Regions from separate parts of the Arachis hypogaea genome. Here region 1 is linked to region 2. Evidence: chromatin contacts called from public Hi-C data. All regions are on one chromosome and are shown on one strand. Each heading gives the region's core, a stretch centred on a gene start, on an enhancer-like site or on the middle of the called end of the contact. The rest is flanking DNA. Distances are from core to core; before and after follow the strand shown. Region 1 holds the start of LOC140181258. Region 2 has its middle 20 kb from the start of LOC112771165.

Region 1 (7,037 bases), core at 3,144-5,643, 59 kb after region 2:
TATATTAACTAACATCCCCCACAAGTTGGTATTACTTGGCTTGTGTAGATCAAGGAATCCTAGCTTGGATAGCAAGTAGGAAAAGGGTCCCGGTGCAAGAGGCTTTGTAAACAGATCAGCCAGCTGCTCACTAGAGGCAATATGTTGAAGATTTGAAACTCCTTCTTTATATTTGTTACGAGCTACATGACAGTCAATTTCAACATGCTTTGTCCGTTCATGAAAAACTGGATTTGAGGCAATATATATAGTAGATTTATTGTCGCAGAATATATCAACAGGCAGGGGAGGAGAAATCTTGAATTCTTTTAGAAGTTTTAGCAACCATACAAGTTCACAAGTTCCATTTGCTAGAGCTCGATATTCAGCTTCAGAAGAGGATCTAAAGACTGTTGTTTGCTTCTTGCTTTTCCAAGATATAAGAGTTTGGTCAAGAAAGAAGCAATAACCAGTAATAGATTTTCTAGTATCCTTACAAGCCCCCCAATCAGAATCAGTATATCCAGAGAGAATAAAAGAATTAGAGGCAGAAAAGAAAAGACCTGATGCTGGTGATTGTTTCAAGTATCAAATCACTCTATAAACTGCCTTGAGATGAACATTAGTGGGACAAACCATGAATTGAGTAAGACAGCCTACATGGTAGCTCAAGTCGGGTCTGGTATTGATGAGATAAAGAAGACGACCAACCAGCCTTCTATAAAGAGTAGCATCGGGTAGAGGAGAGCCATAATTTCTTGACAAAGATGTAGTATAATCTATGGGTGTAGTGACAGATTTGGCTCCAAGTAAGCCACAATCATTGATCAAATCTAAAGCGTATTTTCTTTGATAAAGAGCAATCCCTGTTTTACTCCTTGCTACTTCCATGCCAATGAAGAATTTTAAAATACCAAGATCCTTTATCTTGAATTTGCTGTCCAAGAAGCGTTTGACAGCTTTAATTTCCGAGAGATCATCACCAGCTAATACAAGATCATCGACATAGACCAAAATAGCAGTGAAGCTAATATTAGTGGACTTGATGAATAAAGAGTGATCATTTTCTGACTGAATATATCCCAAATCAATTAGAGTATTGGATAGTTTGATGTTCCATTGACGGCTCGCCTGTTTCAAACCATAAAGAGATCTTTTTAATTTACAAACTAACTTGGGATTATCACACTTCAGCCCTTTTGGTAACTTCATATAAACATCTTCATGGAGATCCCCATGAAGTAAGGCAGTATTGACATCAAGTTGATGAAGATGCCAATTCTTTGATGCTGCAATTGCTAAGAGAACTCTCACTGTGCTCATTTTAACAACCGGGTTGAATGTGTCAATATAATCAACGCCTGAAATTTGAGTGAACCCCTGAGCGACTAACCGAGCCTTATGTCTTTCAATTGTCCCATCTGGGTTGAATTTCGTGCGAAAAACCCATTTACAACCTATTGCATTCTTGCCATGAGGAAGAGAAGTGATGATCCAGGTCTTGTTTTGCTCAAGAGCAGCAAGTTCTGCATCAATAGCCTTTCTCCAGCAATCATGCATAACAGCCTCAGAGTAGTGCTTCGGGTCAGGGTTATTTATAAGTGCAAAAGTGAAGGCTAGGTGTTTTGGAGAGAAAGATTCATATGACAAATGGTGTGATAAAGGGTACTTACAGTTTGAAGAAGAACGAACAGCATTGATGGGATCCTCATGTGATGCCATACTGAAACAATGAAAGTCCTTAAGGTATGAGGGTAGTTTTCTATCCCTCTCAGACCTTCTCAGGGCAGGCTGAGTTGGTTCAGATTGAATATGATCAACATGAGGCATAAGAATAGTAGCATTATCACTATTTTCATGAATGGATGATGCAGATGCAGATGATGTAGAATTCTTACTAATGTCATTATTCAAAGATGAAAGAGAGCTATTGTTATTAGAGACATCAGAAGTAATTCTAGGATGTGATGATGTATGAATAATATCTTCATAATGTGATGCAGAAGGCAATTGTAATTCAGGAAAAGGATCAAAATCTGTTGGATTAAAAGAGTGTTGTGGGTGAGAATTTGATTTTGCATGAGTCCCAATTGTTGTTTGAACAGATCTAAAAGGAAAATGATGTTCAAAAAATTCTGTATTTCGTGAGATAAAAATTTCTTTTGTCTTTAAATCAAATAAAATAGAACCTTTGGTTCCTGACTTGGATCCTAAAAAAATACACTTTCGAGCTCTAGGATCTAGTTTTGTTCTACCAGCTGTAAGTATTGAAGCAAACACAAGACAACACAAAATTTTAAGCTCATTTAGATCAAGTTTTGAATGAAATAAAGCCTCATATGGAGTTGTATTGTTCAAAAAGGTACTAGGTAACCTATTAACTAAATGAACTGAATGTTGCACAGCATAATGCCAAAAACATTTGGGAACATTTAAATGAAATAATAATGCTCTTGCAACTGTCAGTAGGTGTTGATGCTTTTTCTCCACAACACCATTTTGTTGTGGGGTTTCAACACAAGAAGTTTGATGTTCTATGCCTTTTGAACTATAAAATGAGTCCATTTTGAATTCCATACCATTATCAATTCGAATTCGCTTAATTCTTTTGCTGAATTGTGTTTGCACAAGTTGGACAAAGTCTTGAACCAATTTTCTAGTTTCAGATTTCAATTTCATGCAATAAATCCATGTGAACTGAGTTTTGTCCTCAACTATAGTTAGAAAATATTTATGACCTGAAGTTGATTGAAGAGAAAGAGGTCCCCAAATATCAATATGCAATAAATCAAAAGCATTTTCAGAATTTGTATTGCTTGTTGTGAAAGGTAATTTTCTCTGTCTAGCATATTGACAAGAATCACAAACATGTGAAGAAGTAATGCAATCAATAAAAGGAAAGCTTTTTTGCATAGTAATCATTCTGCTGTAAGGTAAATGACCTAGTCTAGCATGCCAAAGAGTTCCTAGGTCTTGCTGCACACTAAGAGCTATAGATTGTATCCTAAAATCTAATGAAGGCAGTTTCATAGGTTCAACATTCATCACATATAAGTCTCCTTGCATCTCAGCTTGTCCAATCATTTTCAATGAAGGAAGTGCCTGTATCTCACAGTAAGAATCAGTGAATTTAAATTCACAATGTAATGATTTAGTAAGCTTGGAAACAGAAATTAAATTATATTTAAAGTTAGGTATGAATAAAACATTGGTAAGGATTAAAAAAGTTGACAATTGCACAGTTCCACAAATATTCGTAGAGGTCTTAGATCCATCAGGTAGATTAACCAAAACAGGCTTTATATGATAAAAAGTTTTAAAATTTTTTTGAAGATAACAGGCATGATCAGTAGCACCACTGTCTAGTATCCAAGAGGTTTTAGTAAAATATGCAGTCAAAATATGTCTACCTTTTGGTTGAGTTAAGGTGGCTGAGGAAGTGATATGATTCACACTACTTGAAGCTGTCATGGGTGGTTGCTGGAGAAGTGCAATTAAAGTTTCCTTCTGGTTTGGAGTCAAAACAAGAGCAGTTTCATTACCACCTTCTTCTTGACCAGAATCAGTAATGTCACCACCAGCACCTGAATCTTCAATTTCACCTTCAGTGCTGATGTGATTTGCACTTTTCTGCTTCCACTGTGCAGGAAAACCATTTTTCTTGTAGCAATTCTCAACCAAATGCCCAATTTGTTCCAGTAAGTGCATAATTTGGAAGTGTATCCTTTACCAAAAGTCTTCTGAGAAGTATTTCCCTTGCCACCACTTTGACCTCTTCCTCTGCCTCTCGAGGAATAACTACCTCTTTGTTGATGTTGTACTTCCATAGAATTTGTGATTATCTTTGTATCCAAGAAATCTGAACTTAGTTTCCTCTCTTGTTGAGTTAGCATTGCCAAAACAGCATTGATATCAGGCAAAGGTTTTAGTAACATAATCTAAGATTTCACAGTAGAATATTGCTCATTCAGACCTCTAAGAAATTTCACAACGTATTTCTCAGAAGCATAATCCCTAATAATTTTTAATCCACAGTTGCAGCCATTAACACAAGCTATACAGCTAGGGATTGTACGAAGGTTCTCTAATTCTTCCCAAACAGATTTCAATTTGGCAAAGTAGGAAGTAACAGTTAAATCACCTTGCCTGATAGTGTAGAATTCCTCTTTCAATTCTCCAACTCTGAAGACATCTCCATGTGAGTAACGATTCTTTAAGTCCTTCCACAGATCTGAAGCATTGCTAATCCACATCACACTCTTAGCAATTTCTGGGGAGAGCGAGAGGTTGAGCCATGAAAGCAAGATGTTATTGCAGCGATCCCAAACTTCAAACAAAGGTTGATTCTCAACTGGTTTTGGAATTGAACTATCCAAGAACTTCACATTGTTCTTCGATCTGAGTGCTCTCCACATATCATGTGACTATTGGTAGTAGTTTTGAGAAGTAAGTTGAAGCGGAATCAAAGCCGTACCTGAGCTTTCACTTGGATGCAGATAATACGTGCTGATGGGGTCAGAGATTGTAGAAGAAGAGTTTGATTTGTTGAGCTGAACTTGAAATTGCGAGAACTGGCGCATAAACGCTGTGAATCGTTCGAAAACTGCAGCGGAATCTACTTGAATATTGGCATTTGAGCTGTTTTCTTCGCTTCTCGCCATTGATGTAACCTAGCTCTGATACCATGTAAAATGGTATCAATCTTAAGTAGCAAATTTACAATAAATGGAGAAAGTAAAAAAGAGTTACTAGCAGCTAGTGAAATGGCTGCAGCAGAATGAGGAAGAAAAGAATGATTGAGAAGAAACTGAGAAAGAGAGAAAAAGGAGTGTTGTGATGATGAAGTTTCTGATTCCAATTGAATAATACATCATAAGAACTTCACACTATGCTATATGGTTTATATAGCTGTGCAAAAAGTATGAAAACAAAAAGGAATAACAAACTATATATTAGCTAGCCCTAACAAACTAGTCAGCTGAACAATCTAACAAACAAACAAAATATACTAACAAATCTTTTACATTTGAAAATATTATTTTCAGCATATATATTAACTAATACCGTCAAACACACTAACAATATTAATTGTTTAACTTTTCTTCACTTCAATTTTTTATCTTTTTAAATCCAAAGTAATTGCTTTTATTTACAGCAACACTTAAAAATAGTCATAATAACAGAATGAATAGGAGCAGAATTTTGTATTATCCTATTTTATTATATATAAATTATTTTGTTATTATTTATGATTAGTAAAAATTTATATCTTAATTCATTTTTGTGAATTTTGTTTTATTTTTATAATATTTAAATTTAGCATATAAAATTAAAACTTAAGATTCAAACAATTATAAATATTATTAAAAATATAAATTAAATTAAAACTAACAGTTATATAAGATTATTATATAGTATCCTTATACTCGTTTAAAGGTAATGGATTCAAATTTTATTCCTAACTTTAAAAAAAAATCATTAAAATTACTTTAAAAAATGACTAAATTACCTACGGTCCACAGAGTATAGAATTTTTATGACCTTAACAAATAAATAAATATTATATCAATAATTTAATTATTTAATTATTATGTATATAATTTTATCAAATTTTTAATTAGGTCTTTGTATTTTTTTTTAATTTTGTAATTAAGTCCTTCTTAGTGTAAAAAATATTAGAGTTAACGGAATATTTTTTTGCAAATTAAAGGTATTTTATAATTAAAAACTTAATTAAATCTTTGACCGAATATATTTTGGTAAAAATATTATGTTAATTTTAACATTTTTAACATGAAAAGGACGTAATTATAAAATTAAAAGTAGTGTAGAGACCCAACTGAAACGAAAAAAAGTACAGGAACCTAAATAAAAATTTGGTGAAACTATAAAGACCAATAAAATAATTAAATCTAATTTAATTTTAATACAATGATTCGTATAAAATAATTTTGTATATCTATGTAATTATATAATATCATATTAAAAAATAATTATTTTTAATATTAATCACATAAATAATTATATAAAAAAATAAATATAATTAAATAGCTATATAAAATATTTTATATTATTAATACATTAAAATTAAATTCTCATATTAATTAAAATTAGTCAAAATACTAAATATTTTAATTACATGAGTAGAGTAATATAAAAAAAATTCTTTTAAAATGAAAAGATTGATAAAGCTAGAAAGTGAATATTTAATTATTTATAAATTAAATAAAAATTATAAATTGAATAATAATTACTCATTTATTTTATTATTTTATTAATTTTTATTTTAAAAAATAAAAATTTTATATTAAATTAGTAGAGTTGTAAATAATATAATCAAATGAAAATAAATATAAATAAAAAATTTATTCACATATTATAAAAAATAATAAAAGAAAAAATTGTTGGAGATATGTGTGAGCACTTGCATGAAAGGTTAAGAGTCTAAAATATATTTTGGGAGAGACACATGATTATCAGGTAGAGTCAAAAGAATTTAAAGTATATCATGAGAAGCACACTTGAACGATTTTTGGGACCGATTGTTTTTTAGTTTTTGATATAGATTAATGTTATGTTTGGAATTCTCACAAGCTCCTCGATTCTCTCGATAAATTAGTATTATATTGGTACTCTTACTCTTCTTGAATTGAAAAACACAGTTCTATCAATGACATACTGTGAGAGGAACATGTGTGCGGCTCTAAGACAGATTAGTGTTACATTGGTACTCTCACGTTTATTTCTTTGAAAAATATAGTAGTATAATAATATTGTTAGTAATACTCTCACGTTCTTCTTGAATTGAAAAACACAATAATATTTTCAGTAATAATATAGTATAACATCATGACTGAATCACGTGATTGTCACCATCAAACACACTAACGGTGTCAATTGTCAACCCTTTCAATAGAAACCCACGTGAACTCCATCATTATTTCTTAGACGGATCTCTTACTATATAGATCTAGTCTTTGTTCTCACCTTCAAGTGTTATAAATAAAAAAAAAAAAGATAAAAATAAAAAATTAATCATAAAATAATAATAAAATTAT
Region 2 (6,546 bases), core at 1,488-3,987:
TTCATTTTTTTTTGTTTTTCATCTGGTAACCAAACAATACTTTAAAAAAAATAATGAGAATGCGGGGAACGAATGAATTGAAGCTGAAAACGTCAAAAGTCAAGTTTCCTTTATACACCTTTTGACTTGGTGAATAAGGCAATAAGCTCACAGCTTGAAAAAATTCACATTAAACAATTTTTTGTATGCTCTCGTTAAAAATAAATTACAATAAATTTTTTTCTAAAATATTATAATATCTATTACGTATATACTATATTGTACTATTTTTATTTATAAAATTGTAATTATATTAAATAGACATATAATATTACCTTTTTTGTAGTGTGAACCCATTAATAACTCTATTATTCAATACACATACACATGCTCGCATAAAAGGTTAACCTAAAAAAAATTGATATCATATCTCTATGTAATAAATTTTTTAAATACACAATGATAAAATATTAGATTTATTGAGTATATTATAATTTTTTAGTCCTTTTATTTTTAAATAAGAATGTAAATATTATTTATTATTTTAAAAATTTAATAATTGAATAATTTTGGGACATAACTAAAATTAAAATATATCTTTGTATAGCATTTAATGAATTTAAAATAAAATTTAACTAACATATACTCTAAGGACACATAATAAGACTACTATTAATAGAATATTTTAAATATTTTTATTTAATAAATAAAAAATAAATACATTGAAAAATTAATTTTTTTTTGTATTTAAAAAAATTAATTTATCATCTTAACATGTATTCTTATGACATAAGTTAAATAAATTCTTTAAAATAATACATAATAAAAAATTAAAACTACAAAAAATTAATAAAATTATATCTTATAAAAAAATATGCATTTAAAAAGAAGAAAATAATTAGAGAAAAGGATAAATAGATCCTGACCTTTTGTTCTGCGGACATTTTTGTCTCTGACTATTAAAAAATACTTTTAAGTCTCTGACCTTCACAAAATTTGGACGGATCAGTCCCTGACGGAGGCATTTGGACGGAGGGACTGATTCGTCCAAATTTTGTGAAGGTCAGAGACTTAGAAGTATTTTTCAATGGTAAGAGACGAAAATATCTGCGTGACAAAAGATTAGGGACCTATTTGTCTTTTTCTCAAATAATTAAATGAGAGGGTTGTCTGAATATATAGTACCAAAAATTTTGCATGTCCGTATACTAAATGTTACTATTTTTGTTTACATTCTTTCTTGTACCATAAGAATATTCTTTAGAGTTTGAAAATCTTTGTGATTAAGCCATTATATGTATATTTTTGTTGATAGCAACACTGTAGTTTGACCAGCGTGCAGTATTTAGTAGTCCACGTCTCTATTACGTTTGACTAATTCAGAGTTTCAGACTCATCACACTCCGAAATGGGAACACAAATATAAATTTCTTGTTGCCCCTCTTTTAATTTTTCCCACGTGATGTTTTGGGAATACCGTCGCCTGTCCAATCTCCAATATTAACATAACACGTGTCATACTTATCCTACTCATCTCCAACAATAACATTCTTTTAACTTATTCTACTATTTCACATCTTTCAATCCAATCTAAAATTTTTAACTTAAGGTTCATTTGGAAAATTTTGAGAGTAATTTTTTTAAATTTATAACTTATAAAAAATAGTAGTATTAATATTTAGTATAATTTTTAAAATTAAATTATAGTTTTTAAAAAATTATTTAAAAATTTATAAAAAAGTTAAAACAATAATTTCTTTTATAATATTATTATTTTTTATAATATTTTTATAAAATAAATACTTTTAGAAATAAAAAATTTAAACACAAAATAATTTATTTATAAGCTACTTTTAATATAGTCATTTATTATTTAAACTATTTTATCAAAAGAAATTTAATTAAACTGTTTATCTAAACGAAACCTTAGTAGAATTTTTTGAAAATAATATAATTAGTGTTTGGTGATTTTCTTTATTACATCCATCCAGGTTAGATTTTAATAAAACCTTACACATATATGATCCATAATGTCATTCTTATTAAACCATTTTTTTGTGGCTTAAATTCACAAATTATTAGGTTGGTTTATAAAGACGAAAGATATTGTATTTAAAAATATTAAATTATTATATTTTGTGTCTATCTTAATAAAAAAATATAAAAATATTAATAAAAAATATAATTTATTTTTTATTTTATTATTTTTGTTAATTTTTTATAATTATATTTTTTATTATTATATATATTTTTAAATTTATTGAATAAAAAAATAAATTAAATTTTTTATATTTTATTTTTAGTATCTTATCTTATTTTATTTAAAAAACAAACGAAGCCTTAATAATGTAATTCTTGTGTTACTAAGAAGAATGCAAAGATAACTGAACATAATTATTACTTTCAGATAATATAATTACACAATTTTACCCTTTACAGCTTTATTACTTGATTCAACAATTTTGAAGGGCCTTGAGGAATAAGACCAAAAGCGTTACATCGTCACAAAAAAAGAATAAAAGATACAAAAAGTGCATACATACATTATTGTATGGCTAGCTGGTAACCGACTCAACAGTGTTAGGAACAAAAAAAAATAAAAATGCTGCGCGAACGCCACGTGTGGATCCGTTTAATTAATTGGACCATATCCTTATTATGTAATCTTTTTTGTTTAAAAAAGAAAGTATATAGTAGTGTGTCTATATAATATATTAATTGTACCATATGAAAGCACGTGAATAGGGAAGTGATCACATTATTCATGCGCTAATAAAATTGAGATACAACATACAAGCTTATGGTTATGGGTATTCGGGCGGGGAAGAACACAATCAAAGCACGAAATAGTAATCAAAGTTCAAAATGGATAAACATCAATGTTGGATTTATTGAAAAAGAAGACTTTGATTTGTTTGTTCGAGAAAATCTTTAGGATTTTGTTTGACTCTAGATGATGGTACATACTGAGTTAGTGAAATTAAGGTGGTTCGTGTAGGGAACGAATTTTTGGTGAAAATTAAATTAATGATTTAATTTAATTTTTATTTTTTTATATTTATCTTTTATTTTATTTATAAAATTAATAATAAAAAATTACAATTTATTCTCTTAAGTATTTAAAAAATTGAGAGAACTTATTTGCGTTGGTGCGTGTGTATACACTTCAAAATATAAATGCATAGGGACTTCTTCCTTCAAACTTAATACTTGGAAAAAGTGTATTCATTACCCTTCAAAAACGCCAAAATTAAAATAAAAATTTTACCACTCTTCAAAATATCTTACTTTACAGCTTTTAATTTAAGTAAATATTAATAAAAATTTATTCTTATAATAATAACAACAACAATCATATTAAATCATCATCTAATATAATAATAGTGCAATTAGGTATCTTTAAATTTTAGTCTTTGATCAATTTTTAGAAGAGAAAAAAATAAAAAATAAATAATTTTTCTAATTTTTTACATAATTATTATTATAAAAATAAATATTCAAATTAATTAAATAATAATAAATTCTTAAAAAATTGATTAAAAATTGAAATTCAAAAGATAAATAACATCTTTCATATTATAAAATTATAAATTCTTTAATTTATAAATTAACTAAGTTTGACAACATATATTGATTGTTCAATAAAAAATGTACATCATTATTGATCATATAAAAGATTTGAAAGTATCAAAAATAAATATATTATTACATAATACGCACACCAAATCATAGAAAAGACAAAAAAAATTAAAAATAAAAAATTTAAAACGGTGATAGAACCAAAGGATATAAAAAAATGGTGAATATATGTTAGTATGTGTTAATTATCTATAATTAGCTTTCATTTATATGACAAGATTAGTTAAATTTATGCTAGTACCTAAGTTGTTAGTATCTAGTGAAAGTGTATAAATAGATTTGCACAAGCATATTAGAAATATATAATCTTTTAATTTTTAATTAAAATTATCTTTTTTTCTGTTCTTCAAGATTTTTTAAGAAATCATAATTGATAATATACAGAAAAGGAGAAATATATAATAATCAAATAATGTATTACATTCTCATGAAATATGGTCCAAAAAAAATAGATTCACTAGTCTCTACTTGACTATAATATAATCTTCTAACTCATTCTATTTTAGTAACTTGAATATACAAGAAAGATATATAACGTAAGAGGAGACTAACATATGAAATCCTAGTTGGAATTAATAGAGTTTTGACATGAAAAGGGTTTGAATGAGATTTGTGCAATAAGTCTTAGCAGCAACAGCTAAAATTAATTGCTCAGTTTGTTAGAAATGAGCTTTTAAAAAATTAATAAAGTTGTTCATAAAAAATCATAAAATAATTAATTAGTAAAAAAAAATCTTAACCAAATTTAAAATAGTTTATAAACTATAACTAGTTTTAAAAAATAATTAATCAAATTGATAAAAATTAATTTGTAAATCGATTAACTAAACCAAAATCTGTTTGACGATTTGAAATTTTAAAATTAATTGTTCCAATATAAATATGTTATAAACCTAAACTAATTTTATAAGAAATTACTCATATAAAGACGCCTAAAATGTCATTTTTTAAAGATGTTTGTTAATAATTAAAATTTAATACATATAATTGATTAAATTGTGTTATTTTTGTGAAAATTATATCAGACAAATTGATTTGACAAAAAAAATCAGTAAACCAAATCTTGAACTGATTTAAATTAATATTTTTTTATAGAAAATGACTACAATATCCGTATTATAAAAAATAATTAAAATATTTTTTATTATATATATATAATAGGAGTATTTTAATCATTTTCTATAATAAGAATATTATAGTTATTTTTTATAAAAAAGAATATTAATTTAGACCAATTTAAAATTTGATTCATCAAATTTTCAGTTAAATCAGTTTGTCCAATCTAATTATAACAGAAATAACACGGTTTAATCGATTATATATGTTAAATTTTAATTATTAAAAAATATTTTTAAAAAAGATGTTTTAGATGTCTTTATTTAAGTGCCTCTCATTTTATAATAGATAAACAAAAAAACTAAACTTTTTTTTTCAAAGATAGTAGATTATATTTCATTAATTATTGAAAAATGAAATACAAAGATGTCCAAAAATAGGACAGTATAATGAAAGGTGGGAATTTCCCAAAAACATTACATTGAAAGTATTCATCCAACGGTGCGTGGTCGAAAAATGAAGAAAAATCTTAAATAAGAAAGAATGATAAATCAAATTGAATGCAACTAAGAGCTTGCCTCATGGAGATGACGACCTAAACTGGGAGTTCTTTGGATTTCACGGAACAACTTGACAGAGCTTGCTAGAATGGCAGACGGCATTGAAGTAGAACCTTCAAAAATCAACTGGTTGCGAGCTTTCCAGCAGTTCCAGCAAATGATGGCAAGCAATTGAGAATTACGATCAGCATTTTTCAACGAGTTAAGCATCTCTATTGATGCAATCCACCATGTCCAAAAGTCGTTAGGACTTTGAGGGAGAAGACAGTCACAAAGATAACTCTGACACCATACATCTTTAATTCTAGAGTAATCGATCAAATAATGAGTGACTGTTTTGGTTGCTTTATGACAGCAGAGGCATATTGGTGATATAGATGGGATGTGGTGATGAATCTGAGCAAACACCAGAAGCCGTTCATGGAGAGCTTTCCAGATAAATAGCTTAATTTTGTGAGGCAAGTTCAACTTCCATAGATCAATCCACGGCTTTTTCTGCTGCATATAATTAGGGCAAAGCTCCAGAGGCGGATGGTAAAATAAATAGCCAATTCTGTAACCTGAAGCTGTATCATATTACTTGGATTTGTTCAAATTCCATTGCAATTTATCCCTACTCTACTGAATTTTAACTGACAAAATCCTGTTTGCAATGTCTTGAAAAAATAATTCTTGAATAAGATTCTGATTCTAATTTCTATCTTCAGTAATTAGATCTTTAACTCTTGGAACCAACTCAGAAATAGCCTGTCTATTTGGCATGTCAGAAATCATTAAAGGATACGGTGGAGGCAGCCAAGGATCGTCAAAGGTTCGGATATTCTCTCAAGTACCCACAGCCCAATTAAGACATTTTTTTCAACAATTTTTCGGCCTTCCAATATGCTTCTTCATCTCCAAGAAGGTAAGATTCCAATTTCTACCGTTATAGCACTTATTTACTTAAAGCGTAAAAAGTTAGTTTATAAGTTAAAGTTTTTTTTTTATATAAAATTAGTTTTTAAATGAATAAACTAATTTCTAAACGAAAATTTGATTTTTAAATAGAAAATTATTTTTTTAATTATTTGAAAATTTATTTATTACTTATATAAACGGTTAATAGCTAATTTGTTTTTATTTAAAATTAGTTTGATTTAACATAAATCTTTTATTAATTCAAATCAAGTTTGCTTTTTTTTATTAACCTTAAAATCACTTCTTCATAAATATTCTCTTCGTAAATTATATAATCAACTTTTTCATTAATAGAATCTCTTTTTTCCTGGTATTTTGTTATTCTTCTTTTTTTTTATTCTACTTTCTCTTCTAT

The links. Hi-C and Micro-C count contacts between places; a contact is called where the count stands out from the background.
Region 1: a Hi-C map of leaf shows a contact between it and region 2, with 1.5 times the contacts expected there. The contact joins the promoter of LOC140181258 here to the enhancer-like site in region 2. A contact is called at or near these places in 3 of 8 Hi-C or Micro-C datasets (all in leaf).

Annotation. Positions count from the first base shown.
Region 1 is chr18:16,262,630-16,269,666 of arahy.Tifrunner.gnm2.J5K5, forward strand. LOC140181258 reads right to left here and starts at 4,394. Exons shown (of 1, transcript XM_072224785.1): 1 at 3,918-4,394. The coding sequence starts at 4,394. The coding sequence ends at 3,918.
Region 2 is chr18:16,205,489-16,212,034 of arahy.Tifrunner.gnm2.J5K5, forward strand. No RefSeq gene overlaps it. Among protein-coding and RNA genes, the nearest start is that of LOC112771165, 20 kb to the left of the region's middle. Within about 2 kb of position 2,738, at least 2 of the 3 cell types and tissues checked have open chromatin away from gene starts, as enhancers often do.